Linked DNA regions of Mus musculus: regions 1 and 2 are each linked to region 3. Evidence: chromatin contacts called from public promoter capture Hi-C data. All regions are on one chromosome and are shown on one strand. Each heading gives the region's core, a stretch centred on a gene start, on an enhancer-like site or on the middle of the called end of the contact. The rest is flanking DNA. Distances are from core to core; before and after follow the strand shown. Region 1 holds the start of Zfx (zinc finger protein X-linked). Region 2 holds the start of Arx (aristaless related homeobox). Region 3 holds the start of Pcyt1b (phosphate cytidylyltransferase 1, choline, beta isoform).

Region 1 (3,716 bases), core at 1,187-3,686, 450 kb after region 3:
AACACTTGTAGGAAAGTTCATTTCTCATCTTCTTCGAGGAGCACCAGGATTCATTTTCAACAATGGGAAATGAAATCATAGGAAACTCTGTTTACTACAGAAATAACAACTCTGAGTAAAACGTTATTTACAGTGAATATAGAAAAAGGACCAGCTGTCTAACAAAAATGGATCATTCAAAACTGCAATAAAGCATTTTAAAAGGGTAATAAAATCTGGCTTCTGACCACTCTTTGTAATTATCATCACTATAAAAACACTGGTCAGCCTACCACACAACCTACTTCTCTCAAACTTGTCCTAGCCCAACCGAGCTGATAGCTATCAAGCACAGATCCGGGTGTCGTCATCCGGGAGTCGGAGAGCTCCCGCACTTGCTTCCCACGGAGCAGAAGCCCTTGCCATTCGCGCTGCAACCCACCTTTGCAAGCCTCTACCTATACTATCCATTTCAGACAAACAGTAAATACTTGCTGTTCTCTAAAGAAACTTCACCCTTGAAACGCCCTTTGCCTGTCTGGGCCATCAGGCTTGTAACCTCAAAATGCCACCTATTTCAGGAACTCCTTCCTGATGCTTCAAACAGAAACCATGTCTGCTCTGAAACCCACTTTAACTCGGATGTAGCCTTCGCGCGGCACTTCTTACAGTTCAACATTTGCTCTTCTACTTCTGAACAACAAGCCTCCCACAGCCACCACTTACAAGAACCCTCCTTACTCTTTCTCAGCACCTAGCACAGCCGGCATGGGACGCCGAGGTTACCAGCAAAGTTGTACCGGGTGAGATCGAAAGAAATTTCATGGGGTGCGATTCCACTCTAAAAACCTCACAAACGGGCTACCACAGCGAATCAACGAAAGCTAGCTAATACGTCACATTACATCGTTGGATAAGAAAATAACTTTCTGCCCTTTAATTTTCCTCAGTTAAATAAATAAATATATATACCAAAATTCAAACGCAGCCTCCCAAGAAACTTGTTTCCACAGAAAGGAACACAAAAACTTCCCTCCGATATGCTAGTCTTCCGCTTTCGTAGGATGCCTTTTTCCCCCTATTGGTCAAAAGAGTGGTGAGAACTTTCCCATCACTTTTCTTTCTTTATTCACAGAGTCGTGAAAGCAACGATTGGCGGAGAAGCACCGCACCAGGGTCACCCTAACGGCCACGTCTATCTACCTCTGAGAAAATAAAGTCCTAAGAAAATGTCTCCGGCTCCACTACTGCCACCGCGGCAGATCACCCTGAAGCGGCAGCAAAGCGCCGGGAAAAGGCTCGGAGCCCCGGGGCCATACAGATGAGGTGGCTCCAGCGCCAAGACGGCCGCGATGGCCGCCTGCGGCAGCTCAACTGAAACACAGCGGAAACAGCAGCCAGTCACGGGGCTGTGGGAGGCTGGGCAGGAAGGTGGCGCTGCCGCCAAGCGCCTGGGATCCAAGTGCTCATCATGGCGACGAGGGCAATGGCCGCCATGGGGAGCGAACACGCCCCTGCGCGCACACTCGACGCCGCGCCCGGGCTCCGGTCCCCGTAGCTAGCGCCGCCGCGGCCCGCTCTCACACCCCCCCTCACGGGCTGTAGCGGAATTTTCTCCTCAGACGCCGCCTTCAAAATGGCGGCTCCCCCTCCCGGCAACCCCCTCCGTCGTAGCCTGCAGCAGGCGCCGGCCGGCCGCCATCTTGTCCCCCGTCCCTCTTCCCCCCCCCCTCGCCGATATTTACATAGCGAAAATCGGCCGGGCCGGCCTGCGGCCTTCACCTCATGCCTGCAGCCTTAGCCTCCTCGCCAGGCCTCGCCCCCGCACGGTGCCCCGGGTCGGCCACGTCGCCCACCCGGGACCCCTCAGCCGCCTCCCCAACCGCCGGGCGGCACTGCCCCGGTCCCCGCCCGTTTCCAGAACGCGCCTCGACCGCCGTTCTGAGCGCCCGGGCGCCACCCCGGGCCTAACTGCGGCCTCCTCGGGGCCTGCTCGGCGTCGCGCGCCACGCCGCCCGGCCTAGCGCGGGAGGGCGCCTTGCGGGCCGCCGAGCAGGCCGAGAGCAGGCCGCCGCGCGCGCACCAGGCCCTACGGCCGCAGTGGCGCCCCGGACTCACCGGACGGTCGTGCGGCGGTCGGCGACGGTGGCGGGTGCTGCAGGCCGGCCTTTCTCTGGAGCACTGGGCCGGGCTCCGGCTGGTGGGGCGGGCGGAGGGAGGGAGGAGGGGCCGAGCTCGGAGCTGACAAAAAGCGGCCCAGCTCCCCGGCACGGGCCCGCCGTCAGCACGTCACGTCACCGCCGGGGAGAGAGACCCAGGAAAATGCGGAAGGGTAGCTGGGCCCCCTCCTCCGCCCGGTGGGTCCCGCTGACGCCCCGGGTTGGCGCCCTTCACGCCCCGCAACCGGGGAGCCCAGTGGCCTCGCTGCGGCGGGGTCTCCGGCGGCCCGAGTTTCCGTGACAGCGCCCCCCTTCTTTCCACCTCCGCGCTCCCGCCCGCCACCGCCGCCACACACGCGCCGCCGCCGCCGCCTCGGCTGTAAAATCCGCACGAGGCCGTGGCCCACCGACACCGTCGAGAGGCGGGAGGCCCGGGCCACCCCCCACCATGTTTGTGGGCCGCGGCCACCCCCCGGGGGCCTTCGGGGACACCTACCGCCTCTCCGCGAGGGTCCCGGCCTGAGGCGGTGGCTCGAGTTGTTTGCAGGCCCGCAGACCCCCCTCCCGCCGTAAATGTGTGTGTGTGCGGTGTGTGTGTGTTTTCATCCCCGGTGCCTGGGGATGAAGATAAATTTAGCAACCCTCGCCGTCCCCTGCCTTCCCTTTAAAAAAAAAAAAAAAAAAAAAAACAACTTTGAAACAAAATGAAAATGGCCTTGCCAATTTGAATGGTGCAGGCAGAGTGTTGGGGGGGTACCTAGAATAACAACCAAACCCGGTAATTTTTTTTTTAATAAATAAGCTTTCTGTCGGGAAGCCAAATTGGTCTCTTTTTATGGGGGGGGGGGTTAGGTACATTTTGAAGCCTTTAGCACACTGCAGAGAATAGAGATTTTTAGTGCTATAGAAACTACACGTGTGTTACACTGGAAGTCTATGGATCATAACTTTTATGTATGTAATAATGCTATAACACTCTACAATTATCGAGATTTTTTTAAATAAAATTCTTAAGTCTCTTAAACTTTAAGAAGATAAAGAAGTGAAAGTATCTGATTCAACAAAATATTTATAAACTTAAAAATAGGAGTTTTGTGTTTTTCTCAATCCAGATCACTATGTGGCATTTTTTTTTTGCCAGACAGGGTTTCTCTGAGTAGTCCTAGCTGTCCTGAAACTTAACTTTGTAGACAAGGCTGAACTCAAGAGATCTACCCGCCTCTGCCTCCCAAGCGCTAAGATTAAAGGCATGGGCCACTACCACCGAAAAACATTAAACTATATAGTTTGTACATTACTGTAGACTCTAACATGATAGAACTTTTTGTGGTGTACTGGGGGACATAAGACAGTGGATATTTCGGGATATAGCCAATTTCTTGCCTCGGCCTCCCAAGTGCTGGGATCACAGACGTGTGCTCAGACACCCAGCTTGACATATTGGTAGACAGTGTTGATAGCTGTTTTCCCATAGTTAAGACATCTTTAAAGAACAAAAAGGATAAAGCAAATTGCAAACTGGGGTGAGGTGTCTTTAAACATATTCTAAGAATGTAAATTGTTTCATCAGCTTACAAT
Region 2 (3,295 bases), core at 219-2,718, 390 kb before region 3:
GGTGTTAGTATTAGTAGTATTGATGTGTCTGTCTGTTCTCAACTCTGTACCCCCTCAAGTTGCGTTGAGGACTCCTGCCAAGCTAGCCCGATCGATCTATCTGCCACTCACCCACTAGCATCCAAGAGTTATGCAGATGTTTATGGCTGGGGGGAAAAATCCCAGTTAGGTATCCTTGTATTTTTAAATACTGACTGTAAGTGATTCAAGTATAATCCTTTGTAAAACGTTTTCTCTTTGACACATTGAAGGGGCTGAGAGAGGAAAACCTGGCGTGGATTCCCCTTCCCCGACCTCTTACCCACCTCCCTCACCCCCACCCCGCCAAAGTCAAGGCCGTAGCTGTCTCTTGGAACCTACACCTAGGGAATGAGGGTGTCCATTCTGGCTCCTCTCCGGGATCGACCCAACTTCACTCAGGGTTGGGTCCAATACTGGGAGCCCTTTGAGAAGCAACTGCTTCCCCTTAAGGCGCTCCTCCATCACTTTTGCTAACAGGGGCCAGGTCACAGGATTCAAAATGTTAGGCATTTCGACTTGGTTCAAGGTAAAGGTCAGTCCCTTCTGTCCTAGGAAACTGAGAATCACACTTCTGCAGTGCAAGGGGTTTCATACGCCAGGCGCTGCCAGGGGGTGACAGCCTAACCAAGATAAATTTGGAGAAGTAGGGAAAGAGTGAGGAGTGTCAGAAGAGAAAAGAGACTCCCCCAGTCTTGTTCCCAGTCTCCTCTCTGGGAGGTTTGGACTCTTTCTTGCCAGTCCCTTTCACCTCTCTGAATACTCCAGGGAAGACTCTGTCTTTAGCAGGGCTCTGTATTTAAGGACCTTTTCACAGTCCAGAGTTAAAAACAGAGACAGAGAATGTTGGGAGCGGATATTAACAAGAGAGCAACAGATAGGTTCTGGATGAAGACAAATAACTCTAGGCTTTGAGCCACAAGAGAAAAAGCAAAGGCTCAGACAGCAGATGGTTGCCTCTGACACGTCGGAGGTCCATTGGTCCTAGAAAGGATGGTGACTGAACAGCGCTGAGGTCAAGACACTGTCCTAGGAGGATAATGTCGGCATTGAAAGGCGCCAGGTTGATCTCGTACAGCTACAGGGAGCTAGGTCCTCTGGATAGTGGAAGGGGTGCCGAAGTCCAAGAGGCACCCACAAACCTAGCACCCAATTGAGCTACAACTAAGAGTATAACCCTAAGGACAAGAAGGAGCGACAAGAAAACGATATCAAAGTTTGAAAGTAGTTAGTTTAAAAGAAGAGAAAGAGAAAGAAAAGGAAATTTGGCTCTAGTGCGTGCCAGCTGCTAATCCCCTGCCCCCACACTCATAGGCCCCTCTCCGAAATCCAGTTCGCGCTTTGCGCTTTGCCGGCAGGCCTACGCAGCCCGGCCTCTGTCGAGAGCCAATCAGAGAGCGCCTCTCAGCACGTGGAGCAGAGAGACACCAGAGCTCCGCGCCCGCGGCTCACTACACTTGTTACCGCTTGTCCTGAGCGCGGAGAGGACGAGCTCCGGCTGAGGTCAGGGTGGGAGCCCGCAACCGAGGGGGACGGAAAGGAACAAAGATCGCAGTAATAACTGTTTTAATCAGCCATCCAACCCATCCCCAACACACACCCTTTTCATCCAACCCTCCAGGAGAGAGGAGCAGAGGTCCGCTCTCTGAGCCCAAGGAAAAAGCACCAGCCATGAGCAATCAGTACCAGGAAGAGGGCTGCTCTGAGAGGCCGGAGTGCAAGAGTAAATCTCCAACTTTGCTCTCCTCCTACTGCATCGACAGCATCCTGGGCCGGAGAAGCCCATGCAAAATGAGGCTTCTGGGAGCCGCGCAGAGCTTGCCTGCCCCGCTGGCCAGCCGCGCTGACCAGGAAAAAGCCATGCAAGGTAAGGTTGTGCCGGACAGGCACCTGCAAAAGAGCATTGGGCATTGGTTTGAATGTTTGAAACTGGGGACAAGGGGCCTGGGACTTGTCAAGTTGGAGACATAGGGAAGAGAAGGGAGAACTCTAGGGCCTGGGGCCTTAGAGAGAAGGACCGTCTCTATCTCTCCTTCCAGAAAAAGCAGGGGCCCAAGCTTCATTTGGGGGTGGGACTCTTAGATACTTAGATGCGATTAAAAGTCCCTTTTGGTGGCCTTGGGTGTGCCCCGAATGGCACTGAAGCAGCAGATGCTCTTAATTCCTTTAAAAGCAGCAACTTCACGGAGGCAAGAACCCCAAAAGCTAAGGAATGGTGGTGGTGTCTTCAGGCAAGGTGAACTTTGGCCTTTCTCCTTTGGAAGATTTCTTTATAAGCGGTGTTTTGTGTTTCCTTTTAGTTTTTAATTGTACATTATTGATGACCTTTTAAATGCGAGTGTTGGCAGAAAACATTACCCTAGGGTGCTCCAAACAGCAACTTAATGGATTCGAAATGCATGAAATGTATACCCTCTGGGCGCTACTTTTCTCTACTGTGTTAATTTTTAAGAGTTGAGATATCTAAAGTGTTTTCTTTTCTGAAATTAAAAAATCCAAAACAAGTGTCCTTTGGTCCTCTGAACTAATACTCAAGTTTCCCCATGAGCTGGATGCAGTAGTGTTGCAGGCAAAGAAGTGTTGGTGTCGTTTAAACCCTGAAGCCAGCGAGCCAGCAGCTACACCTTTGGAAGATCGGAGCGAAAGACAGAGAATGAGGCTTTCTAAAATAAAACTGACTTTTCCCCTTTTCCTTTTTTAGCCTGCAAGGGCACCTGTGCTAGGCGCTTCCTCCAAGGGAAGGAGCAGCCTGTGCCTGTTGAACCTCACCCCTGTCCCCGCTCCAGACATTTCTTTCCAAATTTTCTCCAGAAATTTTCTTTGCCATTTTGGGCTAGGGAACCCTGCCTCCTGCCTCTGTGGGCTGTTGGGACATGGCGGGTGCTCAGGGCCCTGAGACCCAGGCCGCTTCGCCCCGCAGGGGTCGCCCGAGGGGCAGTGCCCCTCTTGCTACCTTGGGGCCCATAGGACAGAACAGCTGGCAGAAGTCTGGCGCGAAGTTTTCAGAGTAGTGGTGATTTTTTAAAGTTGTTCGATTTTTAAAAATTTGCCCCACCCTAAAATGGAGAGGAGGATTAAAGAGAAAGGAGTGAAATAAGATAGAGGAAAAGTGGAATCATGAAGGCAAAAAACAGAAAGGCATTAAAGGCGAAAAGGACGAGGAAAGGAGTGGGGAGAAAGTAGAAAGAAAAAGAAAAATAAGGGGGTGCGAAAGGAGTACTACAAGAAAGAAAGAGGAAATAAAGAGCAGAATATGAAAGAAATGAAGGGACGAAGG
Region 3 (3,178 bases), core at 54-2,553:
CACTAAAAATGCAAATGCAAGCCCCACCTCAAACCTGCAAAATTTGATTTTTGGATCTGTCATGGGACCTATAGTTTTCACTCCTAAGACATTGCTGGCTGGTGATTCTGTTGTTGTCCACTGCTGGTCTGTGGCCACACTTGGATAGAAACCGTAGTTAGAAACACAAAATGAAAGCTTTGGAAGCATAAGGATTTATTCGGCTTGAATGGATTCTTCCTTAGTTCCTTTTGTGCTACACTTGCTGTATCCCTCCCTGCTCCTCCTCCCTCTTCTTCAAATGCCAGCTCCATTGCTTATGAACTTTGAGACCCTACGCAATTACTCTAAGTTGCAATTTCCTTACTTAGAACGTGGGGATAATAATAGGATCTGCTTTGGGTTCTTATGAAGATTAAGGAAGATCTAAGTAAAGTACTTGGCACTGCACCTGTGCTTAACAAATACTAGTGATTTTATTTCTTACTAATATTAGACATGGCATTTCACTAGAACAAACACTTTTGCAAGTTCTTTCCTTGGAATGTGTGTCTTCAGACTCCTCTTACACTGATGTTTTAGGATAATGTAAACACTAAGGCACATCACTGTGGTTTTTTTTCCCTCAGATTTCCATGAGCACTTGGATAGGAGTCTAGGCCCTATACTATAGGATATAGGGATGTTAGATAAGTGTACTGTGGAACAGATGACAGTAAGACTAATGGGGAAAGGCTGGCTGAGGAAGAGAGGGCAGTTAGACCTGGGAGGCAGGCTGTCAAAGACAACCTACCTCCTTTAAACTTCCTCCTGGAGCAGCCCCAGGGATAGACAGAGTTACAACAGGCCTTAGGCATCTGTCAGTGTTCCTGTCTTATGCAGTCCAGAAGATGAACACTCGGATGCCCACAGTGAGTTGCCGGACAAGCCCTCAGAAGCCAGTGGGCAATTGACCTAGTGGTTTGGGGCTTTAAAGTGGCTCTGCCTTCAGAACGATTCCTATTTAGCAAATGTTCTGACTACAACTGCATTAAATGCTCATGCCAGGGAATGGTCCTTTATGCTCTTTTGCGACGCGTCTGGGGCACCTCAGGAAACAGCTTTATCTTATCTAAGAAGTGCAGGGAGTCCTTACCAGGCACTGACAGAGACCTTCACAAGTGAATTAAATGCAAAAAACAAAAGCAGCAAGTTCAGGCCCGGTGGGTAAGGCAGGCCAGCCAATGGGCCCCGGCCGCTCCCAGGTGGAGTGGTACTATGATGACAGTAACCAACCAGCGTGCTCCATGCAAATGAGGATACTGTATCCGCACCAGACGCTCCCGTGCTGTCTGGTTGTTATAGTGATAAACTGAGGCCCTGCCTCTGGGCTTCTCCGAGAAAGAAAAGGGTGGTGTGTGCGTTGGGGGTGGGGGTGGGGGTAACCTCTTTACTTCCCCCCAGGGAAGACAAAAAAGAAGGGAAGAAGAAGGGGGATGGGTAGGGAAGAGAAAAATACGTGACAAAGAAAACATTCTTTGCCTGGGAGGAGACTCCCAGAGGGTGTAGAGCTGGAGGGAGCATTCACTGGCCATGCCAGTACTTACCACTGATGCTGAGTCAGAAACAGGTATCCCAAAATCCCTTTCCAATGAGCCTCCCTCAGAAACCATGGAGGAAATAGAGCACACATGCCCACAGCCTCGACTGGTAAGTAAAGACAAAGGATGGAAATGTATGCGTGGCTATGGCACAAAAGAGTTCCTTCTGTGCCCGCAGCCAGCGAGGAAAAAAAAAATGCTTACAGGATTTTCATGTAAATGAGAATGGAGCTGCAGCCTAATCCTTCTCAGCTGTTTATACTTAGCTCCTATACCGGACACTGTTCTCAGCTTACAAAGCATTATTGTATTGGCTGGGTAGGAAACGGGCTGCTGGGGATATGTTGTGCTTTTTTGTGCTTTGGGAGAAGAAAGAATGACCTCCCCCCCCCCTCCCTTTTAGGTGCATTGTCACAGTTTTAAAATGGTTTTCTTCTTCACAAACCTTGGACTGCTTCCCCGGTGAAGTTCTAAATTCTAGCTCAGGAACGATTTCTTTCTTTCTTTCGTTCTTTCTTTCTCTCTCTTTCTTTCATACCTAATGGCAAACGAAAACTATATGAAAACAAAACACCCTCATTCCTCTGATATATACCTTGAGGTTGCATGTAGAAAGAACGTGCGTTGAAAAGGAAGCGTGAACCTTTTTAGGACGATACTGAAGATTTCTAGTCAGGCAATGGCAACCTGGAGATGCTACGTTTATTTAGAATGGGGATGCATGCCTTTAAGAATGAAAGTACAGAAACAGGGCTAGAGCTTTCTTCTCTCTCAGTAACTGTGTCTCTATTGAGCAGCTTCTTTCACACTTGTTCTATTCTTTAGGTAAATGGGGAAGTTTCTTCTCAACCACTTCAGCAAACCTGGCCTCAAGGAATTAAAAAAAAAATAAAAAAGTCAAATAAATTGTAGGTTTCTTGAAGCTTGAAATCCTATACAACCTGGGGATACTGCTCTTTGAACCCCCAAATCCAAGACACAGACTAGAGTTATCCTTTCTTCAAGGATTTCTTCCAAGTTAAAACGTAAAGTGTTTTGATTGGCTGTGCAGTTTGACAGTAGGGAGACTTTTTTTTTTTTTAAAGAGGTTTGTTGTTGTTTTTGTTTTGGGGTTTTTTTTGGTGTAGAATTTTATATGAGCCCCCACATAATCTGGACTTACAGATTTCAATGCTAATCCACTATTGAACTGTTATTTCTTAATAAGGGTTTGAAGGCAGGCTTGGATCAACTTTCTGAAATCAGATAACCAGCGGGGAGTTATATTAGAGCAGTTTCTATGTTTTGAGGCATGTTTTTAGGGTATTTCAATATTAACTACTTCTTAGCCCATTAGCCAGTGACTGTGTGACATAAGTCATGTGGCCTCTGTGCACTTCTGTCATATAAATTTTTCTGATAAGTTGGTTATTTAAAAATTCCTCTGGGCCACTAAACAACTCATGGTTTAATAGTGGAAAAAACTGACCGCTAAAAGTGAATCACAAAATCTCCCAGAATATACATTTTAAATAAGTGCAATATACAAACTTGAAAACATACCCCTTTGGATAAAGAGTTTAGGCAGCAGAGAGAAAGGCAGTATCCAGCCCCAGTTTAATATATTTTCTTTCCCTCTC

Evidence for each region. Promoter capture Hi-C pulls out the DNA fragments that hold promoters and counts their contacts.
Region 1: a contact with region 3 is called in a promoter capture Hi-C map of pre-B cells. The contact joins the promoter of Zfx here to the promoter of Pcyt1b in region 3. A contact is called at or near these places in 3 of 39 promoter capture datasets (the 3T3-L1 cell line, hippocampal neurons and pre-B cells) and 1 of 115 datasets of contacts at active chromatin or transcription factors (embryonic limb bud).
Region 2: a contact with region 3 is called in a promoter capture Hi-C map of embryonic stem cells, with 3 times the contacts expected there. The contact joins the promoter of Arx here to the promoter of Pcyt1b in region 3. A contact is called at or near these places in 5 of 39 promoter capture datasets (embryonic stem cells, hippocampal neurons, liver and 2 more), 3 of 484 Hi-C or Micro-C datasets (embryonic stem cells and pre-B cells) and 4 of 115 datasets of contacts at active chromatin or transcription factors (astrocytes, embryonic forebrain, embryonic stem cells and 1 more).

What each region holds. Positions count from the first base shown.
Region 1 is chrX:94,120,971-94,124,686 of GRCm38.p6, forward strand. It overlaps Zfx (zinc finger protein X-linked), which reads right to left and starts at 2,437. Exons shown (of 9, transcript NM_001044386.1): 1 at 2,098-2,437.
Region 2 is chrX:93,285,039-93,288,333 of GRCm38.p6, forward strand. It overlaps Arx (aristaless related homeobox), which reads left to right and starts at 1,469. Exons shown (of 6, transcript NM_001305940.1): 1 at 1,469-1,521; 2 at 1,640-1,885. The coding sequence starts at 1,690.
Region 3 is chrX:93,673,809-93,676,986 of GRCm38.p6, forward strand. It overlaps Pcyt1b (phosphate cytidylyltransferase 1, choline, beta isoform), which reads left to right and starts at 1,304. Exons shown (of 8, transcript NM_211138.1): 1 at 1,304-1,668. The coding sequence starts at 1,552.